Linked DNA regions of Mus musculus: region 1 is linked to region 2. The links are chromatin contacts, called in public HiChIP or PLAC-seq maps. All regions are on one chromosome and are shown on one strand. The core of a region is the stretch at or near the end of the contact, and the rest is flanking DNA. Distances in the headings are between cores, read along the strand shown.

Region 1 (5,650 bases), core at 2,054-4,553, 76 kb after region 2:
CCGGGCGTATAGCTACGTTGATTACTTTCTCCTTGAAACCCTTCACTACCTTGGTTGCCATGGCAACTCCCTCTCCTAGTCGTTCCTCTCTTTCTTCTTTGTCGCCTGTCCACACCTCCATCAGCCCCTTGAGTGTCTCTAACTCTGATTTCCCCCACTGGGTGCTTCCCACCCTTTCCCTGCGAACCCACTCATTCCTCAGATTCTCTCCCTTCAACCTCCATCCATGGGCTGGTCCTTTCTAGAACGTGTTGGGACACCATGCCTGCTGGCCACCTAGCTGTGCCTGTTCTCAGCTCTGCCTGACACTGAACCCACTGGGGCCTTCATGACCTGTGCTCCAGTTCTGCCACTCTCCCCTGTCCACCAATATCCCCCTCTCCTGCTGCCCCATCCTCTCAACGCAATAGCCAAGTACTGGGGTATACTGCTGATTTTATTCTCTGAATTGGAGACTGTCACCTCCAAGTGTGGCATTCTCATCTGCCACCAGAGTGATCCTCTCAAATCACAGACCTGTCACTGGTGGAAAACCCTTCATGGTCCTACTGACTGTAGGACAGTGACCAGATGTCTTCACATGATATCATGAGGCCCTCCAGGGCCTGGGCTCTGCCTGCTTAGACACATGAATCTCATTTTCTTTCTTCCACTTTCCAGGACCACAAGAGTCTTGAAATTCTCTTGTTCTGATGGTGTCCTTCATGTGCTGTTCCCTCTGCCTACAGTGTCTTTCTGGTTCTCTTTACATCTGTCTGCTCATTTTAAAGAAGTCAGACCAATAATCTAACCTGGGATATTCTGTGCCATACAAATGTCCTACTATTGCAGTTCCCATATGGTATTGTAATGGTCCACTTATGTGTCATGTAGTGTAGTATTGTTTTATGCATTGCTTGATGGTCAGCCTGCTCCTTGTCAAGTTTTGCTTTGGTGTGTAACAAGCTGCCCCAACCTTCCATGGCATGCAAATGTACATGTAAAGGCTCTGAGGCTTACAGGGCTGTGTAGAGTGCCAACTGCATGAGATGGCAGCAGGGCTGCAGTCCTCTGGAGGCTTGATGGGACTTAGTGTCCAAGAGGCTCAGCAGGACCAGGCACGTCCTCGAGCTACCTCCACATGTCCACTATGTGGGCTGCTGTTGATGACCCTGTGTCAGCAATTCCAGAGCATCCTTTCTGCCACATGGTGTTTGGGCAAAGAGGCCACTAACGCCAGCCTCCTCCCTCAGGAAGAACCTTCCCCACAGTGGAGGCATGCACACAGAAGGTGGGCAGGGACAGTGAGCACCTCTGCAGGCTGGACAATGGGCTCTGACATTCTCCTGAGTTCTGAGGAGGACATGGATGTCACCAGAGCTTCAAAGTCTTTTGAAACCCACAACAGGGAAGGCATCTGGCTAACAGCTGGGTATTAGGAGGAAATCAAGGATAGGCACAGAGTTGCTCAGCCAGCAAAGTGCTTACTGTAGACTTGAGGACCTGAGCTGGACCTCCAGCACCCTCCAAGGCTGGGTAAGGGAGTACTGGTCTGTGATCCCAGCGTCAGCAGGGTGAAGATGGATAGATCCTGGTGGCTCTCGGCCTAGGCTGTGAGAGACTCTGTATGAAAATACCCAAGGTAGGTGGCTTCTAAAAAACACTGCTTCAGGTTAACCCTTAGCTCGGGTGCATGTGCTAACACACACTAAAAGGTAAATTAATTTTAAAAGGGATGAACATGAACAACCTCTTTCTGCCCAAATGGAAATGTTTGACTGACCAATGGGAGAGGAACCCTATGGAGACAGGAGGACCTTACCTAGATCTTCTCAGGCCAGAATGGTCACTGGATGACCAATGGCTCCTAGCATGGTCTAGAAGACCAAGGGTCCTGCTGCAAGGTGACTGGTCAGGGCCTGCTGTTTGCCCAGCAAGCAGGCAATAAGGAAAGCACAGGGCAGTGCTGTGGGCTGCCTGCCGTCAGGGGGACAACAGTGGCTGGAGGAAATAACCCAGCCAGGTGCACATCTCTAGGGCCAGAGCAAACGATCCCACAGATGAGCTGTGGGGAGAAGGGCAGGCATGGTGGTGAGAAAGAGACTGGAAGTGGATGGAGGATAGTTAGGGGAAGTCTGGCTGTTTGAGCAGGATGGGGTGAAGATGTGTGGTGAGCCTAAACTCAGTAGCTGTCTGGGGAGGCTCCTCTCCATGGCTGCTCCTGGGTTATCTTCCACCTAACATTCTCCCTCTGCACAGCTGGCTCTGGGCCTCCAGCTCTTTTCCATCCTCACTGGAATTCACCTTCTATTATGGAACCTGCCTTTGCTGACCATCGCTGCCTGGCCAGGTTCGAGCTGCTTCATAGGAGCACTGGGCCAGAATTCTGGGACTCACACCTTGACGGGGATATACCTGCCTGGTTCTGGTACTGGCCCTGGGCTAAGCATTTTTGGGGGCACTTTTTCTTTGGATCTTGTAACATGCTGAGGTGGGCCCTGCTGTCTGGTTCCTGGAGGCTGCTGAAGGATGTGACCAGAGGTCCTTGAGTGCCTCCTGCACAGGCTCTGACAGCCATGCCTTTTTTGAAAATAAGGTCTCACTATGGAACCCACTTTGGTCTCCAACTCACATTTCCCCTGCTTTAGTCTCCAGAGTATGGTGTCTTTGTTATGATCTTGAGGGATGTGAAACACTGGCACTCTCCAAATCCACCGGTGCTATGTAGGGAGAAGCAGGAGGCCTAAGGGAGAGAGCTGGCCGACATGGACACGGAGTGGAAGGCAGGAAGGAAAAGCCTCTAGCCTCTCACCCCGTGAGGGACTCCACTCCTTAAAGCTGTCCCCCAGGTCTAAAACTTCCTGTGTTAGGAAAGGTGCTTTAGAAAGAACATCCCATCTAAGAGCAGCTAAGAGCAAGAACATTTATTCGAGTGTGAACAATCCAGAAGTCAGCGATTGCAGTTACGCTGGCTCCGAGTCAGCCGTCTCCTCCCCTCCGGATCACAAGCTGGCTGTCAGGGTTCCAAGCTTCATGTTTTCACCCAGCAGCGGCACTAGACAGAAAGGGAAAGGAGGCCAAGAGAGCTACCAGCACATCTCTTCGAGGGAGCAAAGTGGGGCCCTGAAGCTACCCTTGTAAGTCCCACGACATGGAAATGAACTCACAAGTCTCAAAACTGTACCGGCTACGCCCTTTTCTTATCTGTAAGACTGACTACGCCCCACGTGATGGACTAAGCTTTAGGGCCTTTGAGAGCTAGCTACCCCCTAAGAATGCCATGCCCACACACTGTTTCAAGTTCCATTCTGGTTACCGCTGACTTGGAAGGAATCTATTTGTCTCTTTCTTCCTCGGTCCACCGTTGGTCCGCAGCTGCTCCATTTTCTCTGCTCCCACCCTTCCCCCATGGCCACATTAGGATGCTCAGGAACACTGACCTTCTACAGCCCTGGGGTTCACTCAATGCAAACACTATCGACAGCAGAATTCTGTATTTCCTGTGGGCGCCTGGATACATATTTACAAGTTTTTAGAAAGGTCTAGGAAAGTACACACCAAGCCCATCCCCGCGGTTGCCACAGGGGACGGGGAAGGGAACGGGATGGAAGCAGGTGGCCAGAAGGGACCAGCAGCTCCAGCAGTGGTGTTCTGGTTCTTAAAAAGGAGCATGGATTCATGTTTCGCTTGTGTCATTAAACTTTAATTTGAAAAAATTCCCATTCATTTTCAGCCAATTACGCTGGCCCTGTGCTGGCTGTGCTTGCGAGTTTGTGCCCAGGGAGGGAGAACATTTACTTTGTGTGTGTCTGTGAATGAAGTGCAGCGATTAGAAAGTAGATTAAAAAGAAATGTAGCAAACAAAAGCCAAACAAAACGGGCGGGGAGTAGAGAAAACTCATTCATGACAATAATGGAAACCAAAGAAATCAACCCAGGAGGAAAGCCACAAGTTTCTGAGGAAAAAGCAGTGTGTGTGTGTGTGTGTGTGTGTGTGTGTGTGTGTGTGTGTGTGTGTGACATGTAGTGAGCGGCTGGACAAACAGAGTTCTGCCTCGTCCCTGCAGTGAACGGCACAGTATTATACTGATGTCAGTTTCCCCCAAATTAATCTCGGAATTCACAGTATCTGACAAGCAGCTTTCAGAGTCTGTGTGGAGAGAGGAGCAGGCTGAGGCAGCTGGGAGGAAGCATAGTGAAATGTGGCATTTTACTTCACAGATATCACAAGGTGGTAAAGAGTAATGACAAATTAAAGTCTGCTACTGACAGGAATAAACAGATTAGTTAAAAAAAAAAAACCTAAACAAAACCAAACCAAAACCCCAGATAACCAGGGGCCTCCAAGTCCCCTAGCTGTGCGGCTTCACTCTAGGGAGAGCGGAGACAGGATGAATGTGCTGACCCGTTCTATTGTGCTCCGATAATTGGCTGTCCGTTTTGAGAAAGGCTAGACACTGTCTCAATTCTATCATAGAAATATATTCCAGATGCAAGAAAGAGCCAAGAACAAACCTGTGAAACCATTAGAGGAGAATAAGGGCTCTATCTCAATCAAACATGATATATATTCAACAAGGAACAGTGGAGACAGAGGAGACGCATTTGATTGAAACTGGCAACTTCTGTCTAAGGCAAGGTTCTACAGTGAGCTGAGAGCAACAGACACGCTCAGAGAAACATTTGTCCAAAAGCACAAAAGCTTACTATCTGGATTACATCAGGACATTCTACAGGTCAATGAGCTGAAGAGCTCGAGAAAAATTGACAGTTCGGAGCGGGAATAATACAGACGCCCAGTGTACACATGAAAAGCTCACTGGCAAACAGGAAAAGACAAATTTAAAAAGGGATTTAACTTTTTCACCCATCCAATTGGCAAATACTGAGGACTGCTCACAGTGTAGAGATTAAAGTCTCGAGGCCTCTGGCTAGATCCTTGTCTGGTTCAGAAACCATGGCGGGCAATGGTGACGTCTGCTAAAAGTGAAAACGTGCAGACCCAGCATCCTATTTCTCCTTCACTGCCAAGAGAAGGTTGCTCAAAACAGAGTAGAGTCAGAGCCAACTGATGGAGGAGGAGAACTGAGGGAATGAACGGGTGCTTCTCTGTTAAAGAGCAAGAATGTCAGGGACCAGCATGGCTGTGTTGTAAAGATACTAGAGGGAGTCAAGATGCAGCCTCAGGCAAGCTCTCAGCATGGGGAACTCTTTCAAAGCACCCATGCCCAAGAAGCAGATCCACAAACCTGTGGAGGGATGGGATGCAGGACTCTGGTACAGGAGACAGCAGCTGGGCTCACATCACTCCACCTCTAACAGGGAGAATGTCTTCATGCTTTGCTTCCTTAATTAAAGTGTCATTTGGAGAGATTCTAATTTGTTTTCAGCTAATTATGCCAGCTCTGTATTTAGTGGTGCTTGTGTGTTTGAGCCCAGGGAGAAAGAATGTTTACTTTGTGTGTGTGCAGAGCAAGCTCTCAGATCAGTGAAAGGTTGGGATGGAGCGTGGCGAACACGGGTCAGGCAAACAGGAGCACAGAGGGAGCCGTTCTGAGCTCCTGGAAACCCTGTACTAGGACTGAGGGTCAAATCCACCAAGAAACAGAAGGCAAGCTGACCCAGAGGAAGCAGGCATCTTCTCTGGAGGGACGAGATACTCTCTGGGCTG
Region 2 (5,533 bases), core at 61-2,560:
GAAATGTGGCGAGGTCCCGGTTCCTGGGGCTTGGGGGTATGGGCAAATGTGAGAATGTGGGCTCTGGGCATAGGTATGCCGTCAGCGGAGCCTTCTGTGTGCACATGAAGTGGGCAGTCAGTCTGTAGAAAACATGACTTCCCAAGGGTTGCCTTGAGACAGGTTAGGGTGGGTCCCAGGCCTAGTTCTCCCTGACTCACTTATGTTACCAGAAGATCACATTTACCTAATGACGTCCAGTGGGGCTCCAGGGGCCTCATCAGTGAGTGGTGGACAGTCCGTCAGTCCTTCCACTCAGAACTGCCAGCTACATGGCAGGCCGCTGGACCCTGCACCCCGCCTGCCTCTCCCCAGGCTATCCAGGCTATCCAGGCTATCCAGGCTTTAGTTAACAAAGGTTTCTGTTGAGGACATTCTTAGCTGCAGGTTTTCTAGGCTCCAGAGAGGCAGCGCAGGGGCAAGGGCTGCAGGCCACACTCAGGATGTACCTCCTGCCCTGGACTAATTACTCACAGGTCCACACAGCCAGCCGCTACTCCTGTCTGCTCAGCTGGTGTCCAGTAGGCAGAACAGGGCAGGCAGGCACGGGGTGGGTATACCTGGAGAGGGCCAGCATTTATGGAGTGCTTGCTGAGTACCGTGTGACTCTTCACGGTTGTCTCATTGTGTAGGGAGGAAACAGGGCAAGCAGCAACTTGTCAGGGTCACACAGTTGTGAGCACCTTGGGGTTCAGGTGTCTTACCAGGGCTGTGAGGCACAGGGGCATGTCTGCCATTGGGGTTTTGTGCCTACACGGCTGCCCTGCTCCTCTCAGCACACTAGGGGCTGAAAGAGAGTGGGACTAAGTCACTTCCTCAAGCAAGGAACACACTAGCAGGGTACCTCTGGGGTCTCCTCCCTGCCTACCCACAGGTGCCTACTGCCTCTCTGTATCCGACTTCGACAATGCCAAGGGCCTAAATGTGAAACACTACAAGATCCGCAAGCTGGACAGCGGCGGTTTCTACATCACCTCCCGCACCCAGTTCAACAGCCTGCAGCAGCTCGTGGCTTACTACTCCAGTGAGTGTCCCCGGCCGGCCGTGTGGGGACTCGCCCAGGGGAGCAGGGTGTCTGCCGTGCCTCCTCACCCCTGGGATGCCTCTTCCCTCCCTGCCTCTCCTCCATCTCCTCCCTTCTCCCCTTGCTCCCTGCCCAGCCCCCCTCTTCTCCTTCCGCTGCAGCTGGCCAGTGAGGAGGGGGCCTGCCTTGAGCACGCTAGAAGGGAGGGGCTAGAGGCTGGTGTTGATTGTTTCTGCAGCCCTAAGACTGGTCTGAACCGGTTCCTGGGAGAGAAGGAGGGGGAGGCTTCTTTGATAGAGAATGGCAGAGCGGGCTGGAGCTGGGCTGCGGGCCGTGTGCAGTGATGGGGTTGGTGTGGGCTCTTCTGTGCGTGGCTGTTTCAGGTGTAGCTACTTGAGCTGCCTCCTTGGCCTGGGCCTCAGCCTCTCTCAGAGGACTAGCTGCCCCTCTGTCCGTCTGCTGATGCTCTGGGGATCATCTGGTTCCCAGACCAAATCCTCCAGGGCTGCCACGGAACCTTATGATACAGTCCCAAGGCCCCAAGCCCAGGTGGCTAAAGGTTGCTCCATGCCTTCACCTGCAGTTCCTCCAACCGCATCTACAGCTTCCCACCTCCCAGCACCTCTTCCAACCCCACAGCCGATCTTGGGCTCTGGCACAGGCGATGTGCTGTATGGGGTGCCTCCTAGTTATCCCTCAGATCCAGGCCAGGGACCTCTTCCTCTGGAATGCCTTCCAGGGCTCCCAAAGAATTCCTAAAGCCTGCTTGACTTCCCCCTCCCAAATATCCTCTGTTTCATCTGTGTCCTGAGATCTTGCTAGGCGACTGGAGTCGGGGTGTGGCCTCCCTAGGGCAGACTCTCACACCTGTTTCACACTAGTTCTGATACTCTCAAATCTGACAGGTAACCAATGAGTGATTTGAGCAGGTGACTTTTGTGCCGCAGGCCCCTGGGGAATAGATGTCTACAGGAGGGTGTTTGCCTGACCCCAGAGCCAATGTGCACATGATACATAGAGCCGTACACACAGGGCAGGGAAGCCAGCTTGCTGTGGGACCCTGCCTGAGCCCCATTCCCTGCCTCCATCTCCAGAACATGCTGATGGCCTGTGTCACCGCCTCACTACCGTATGTCCCACATCCAAGCCTCAGACCCAGGGATTGGCCAAGGATGCGTGGGAGATCCCCCGGGAGTCCCTGCGGCTGGAGGTCAAGCTGGGCCAGGGTTGCTTCGGAGAGGTGTGGATGGGTAAGGAACACACGCCCCTGTCCCCATCCCAGCTCAAAGACCCTGAGTCCCTCTCTTTAATTGTCTCTACTGAACAACTGGGCTGTTTTTCATTTTATTGTTGAACATTAACTGTACAAATTGTTACACTTGTTACAATTGTTTTCCTGTGACACTTTGAACCCCGCATGTAACATACTTGGCTCACTTCCAGTCCCTCACCCCACTCCCTGCCCCCCACCCCACGCTATGACTCACCAGGGTCAGCACTGAGGTGGGCTCCTGACTCCTTGTAACCCATGCTGCTGAAGATGAAGACTAGGGCATCTGTGTACCAGCCGCACCTGGGGACTGGGCACCACGGTCCTCAAGGGCCTGAGTGAGTGTGGTCAGGTCTCACGCCAAGCCTCAGCCTCCCGATGTGAAGAAGGGGCTGATGCCAAGCTTCAAGGGGCATCTGCATATTAGTTCAGCACAGAAAGAGACAGCGCTGTGCCGTGCGGAGGGAGTGGTGGGAAGTCAGTGTTCGGTTTCCTGTCTAATTGTGCAGCCATCGAGAGGCTCCTGGAGCATCGAGCTGCCTTAGCCAAACCCAGGCTCCCTGCTATGGCTGCTTCTACCCGGGTACCCACGAGTAGAGGGGGACTATGGGGCTGTAGTGGCTGTTGCCGTTTCACCATCTTCCTTTCAGAGGGCACTGGAGGGGCCGGGTCAGGTAGGCAAGGGAAGTCTTGGGTTGTGAGGAGGAAGGTCAGAGGGAGAAGCCAGCTTTTAAGGTGAGACCAAAAGGAGGGTTTGGGTAGAGCCTGAGTGAGCCACGGCCTTGGTCTTTCTCAACCTCATCTATGATTCTTGGTGTGTGGTGGGAATCTGAGGGCTTCCCACCTTTCCCTGGAGCTCTGCGCAGACCAGCAACCACCGGGAATCAGGGCATCCGGCCTGACCCGACACAGCTAGAGAGCTGACCCAGTCTACCCTCTGACCTGTCTCTGTGACAGGGAGGTCTCCCTGCCTAATGCAGCACAGGCACTGAGCTGACCTCTTGCCCCCAGTGACCCCAGACACAGCCCTCTCCCTCCTCTGACCCGTGCTGTGGTTGCTGGTGCCTCGGGTACTGACTACCCACCCATCAGGCTGCTGTTCGGCTTCCTGTCCTGTCCTAAGCAGTCAACATCCTAGTAGCAGTCACATTGTGAGCAGGCTCCAGACACACAGTTCACAGCCCTGGGAGGGGTCTCCATTCCCTGAGCCTATTTAATAAGTGTGAATGGAGAGTCTCAGCGTGGTATCTGGCCTTGCCCAAAGCCCATGCCCTGAGTTCAGAGGCAGAGATTGAGACAGGCACTTGTGTGGACTCGCCTGGGTGGCCCCAGTGCAGCAGAATGATAGCCTGTGCTCATGTTCCCACGTCTCTCCCCGACAGGGACCTGGAACGGCACCACGAGGGTTGCCATCAAAACTCTGAAGCCAGGCACCATGTCCCCAGAGGCCTTCCTGCAGGAGGCCCAAGTCATGAAGAAACTGAGGCACGAGAAACTGGTGCAGCTGTATGCTGTGGTGTCGGAAGAACCCATTTACATTGTGACAGAGTACATGAACAAGGGTAAGGTCTGAGCCCGGGGTGACCTTTTCAGGTGCCCACGCAGGGCGGGCCAAGGGCAACTTACTCCTTACCCCAGACCACCCCAATGAGTGTACGCTACATCAGGGACTGACTGCCTCTCTCCTTTTGTAAATAATAACAAATCTAGTGGGTTTTTTTCTAAAAGACGGCTTCTTTTGTCCTTTCCCACTGTCACGATCCCTGTTGTTGCTGGTTTGGTGGCACACACCTGTAATCTCAGTGCCCGGGGGTTGAAGCAGGAGATCGTGAGTTTGAGGCCAGGCTGGGTACATAGCAGGACTGTCTCTGTCTTGGTAAGCAGCAGTGTGGGGCTGAGGTTGTAGCTGGGTTGGTAGAGTGCTTTCCTAGCTTGCACAAGGCCCTGGGTTTGGTCTTAGGTTTGATCCCCAGTACTGCAAGAATTAGGCACACACCTGCAATCCCGGCACCGGGGAGATAGAGGTAGGAGGGTCAGGAGTTCAAGGTCAGCCTATAGAGTTGGGTTGCTTGAGACCCTGTCTCAAAACAAAAATATATGTACAGCATCCACATTACCTACCCCAGAGTTCCCTGCTGTCCTTAGTGCTGTGACTCTCCATCCAGCTTCAGCCTCAGGCAGCCACTGGCTAGCCGGGTTTGGTCCTGATAAACCTGTTTGTCTTGGGCTTTGCACATGATCTTTTGCATCTTATAACCCCCTGTTGTGTCTGCCTGACCTCCTCCCTACCCCACTTACTCCAAGGGCCCAGTAGCATTCCTTGATCTAGCTCCCTGGAGTCTTGGCCTTTGAGCAGCCCTGGCCAGGGTCTGGAAGCCACAGTTTCCTGCACAGGGAGACCCAGGCAAGGCTAGAGCTGGATCTCTCTCTCCAGGGAGTCTGCTGGACTTTCTCAAGGGGGAAACGGGCAAATATTTGCGGCTACCCCAGCTGGTGGACATGTCTGCTCAGGTGAGTCTCCTCTTCCACCTTCCTACACCTTTGGCTCTCGGGCTCAGTGCGCCCCCTTCAGGATGCCTGCTTTCATTACACCAGACTCTCACCTGGCAGGCGCCTGGGGTGGTACGCCACATCTGGGAATCAGAGGCACATACACATAATTAAGAATAAAAATAAAATATTAAAAGTTTAAAATTTATTACTTCCATTTGCTAGATGAGGAAACCGAGGGACAGAGAGGGGTCTTGGGACAACAGGCAGGACCTGGCACGCATCTGTGTCTATGGGTCATCTGGGGCCTCTTTTGTATATACTCGCCTGCCCGCCTGGCTGTGTCTTATTGTGACCTCCCATTGCCCTTTGCTGTCCCCTCTCCCCCTGAGCTTTGGTCTACCTTTTCAAGCCAGTGCTGTTTATTATAAGCTGAATGAAGTTCCTTGCTTGAAAAGACACGAGGTGGGCAGGGTGTTTGGGCATCCTTCTATCCTTCTATCAGGAATAACCAGCCCGAGACACCGGCTTACAGCACTGGGACGGGTGTGGGTTAGCCCCTGAGCCAGGCTCTCTGTCTCCACAGATCGCTTCAGGCATGGCCTATGTGGAGCGGATGAACTATGTGCACCGGGACCTTCGAGCCGCCAATATCCTAGTAGGGGAGAACCTGGTGTGCAAAGTGGCCGACTTTGGGTTGGCCCGGCTCA

Evidence for each region. HiChIP or PLAC-seq counts read pairs in DNA pulled down with a chosen protein or histone mark.
Region 1: an H3K4me3 HiChIP or PLAC-seq map of embryonic forebrain shows a contact between it and region 2, with 2.8 times the contacts expected there. The contact joins two enhancer-like sites. A contact is called at or near these places in 19 of 39 promoter capture datasets (the 3T3-L1 cell line, 3T3-L1-derived adipocytes, the C10 cell line and 12 more), 1 of 15 datasets of contacts at CTCF or cohesin (stem cell-derived epiblast-like cells), 16 of 484 Hi-C or Micro-C datasets (the N1E-115 cell line, bone marrow-derived macrophages, brain and 10 more), 17 of 115 datasets of contacts at active chromatin or transcription factors (the HPC-7 cell line, astrocytes, craniofacial prominence and 13 more) and 4 of 9 other capture datasets (adipose tissue, liver, macrophages and 1 more).

The regions. Positions count from the first base shown.
Region 1 is chr2:157,537,273-157,542,922 of GRCm38.p6, forward strand. No RefSeq gene overlaps it. Among named protein-coding and RNA genes, the nearest start is that of Gm14279, 17 kb to the left of the region's middle. Within about 2 kb of position 3,304, at least 46 of the 459 cell types and tissues checked have an H3K27ac peak or open chromatin away from gene starts, as enhancers often do. A contact at or near this core is called in embryonic forebrain, forebrain, neural progenitor cells and 2 more, where this site is marked.
Region 2 is chr2:157,463,716-157,469,248 of GRCm38.p6, forward strand. It overlaps Src (Rous sarcoma oncogene), which reads left to right. Exons shown (of 15, transcript NM_009271.3): 9 at 914-1,063; 10 at 2,158-2,313; 11 at 3,716-3,895; 12 at 4,768-4,844; 13 at 5,410-5,533. Among named protein-coding and RNA genes, the nearest start is that of Src, 42 kb to the left of the region's middle. Within about 2 kb of position 1,311, at least 145 of the 459 cell types and tissues checked have an H3K27ac peak or open chromatin away from gene starts, as enhancers often do. A contact at or near this core is called in embryonic forebrain, forebrain, neural progenitor cells and 2 more, where this site is marked.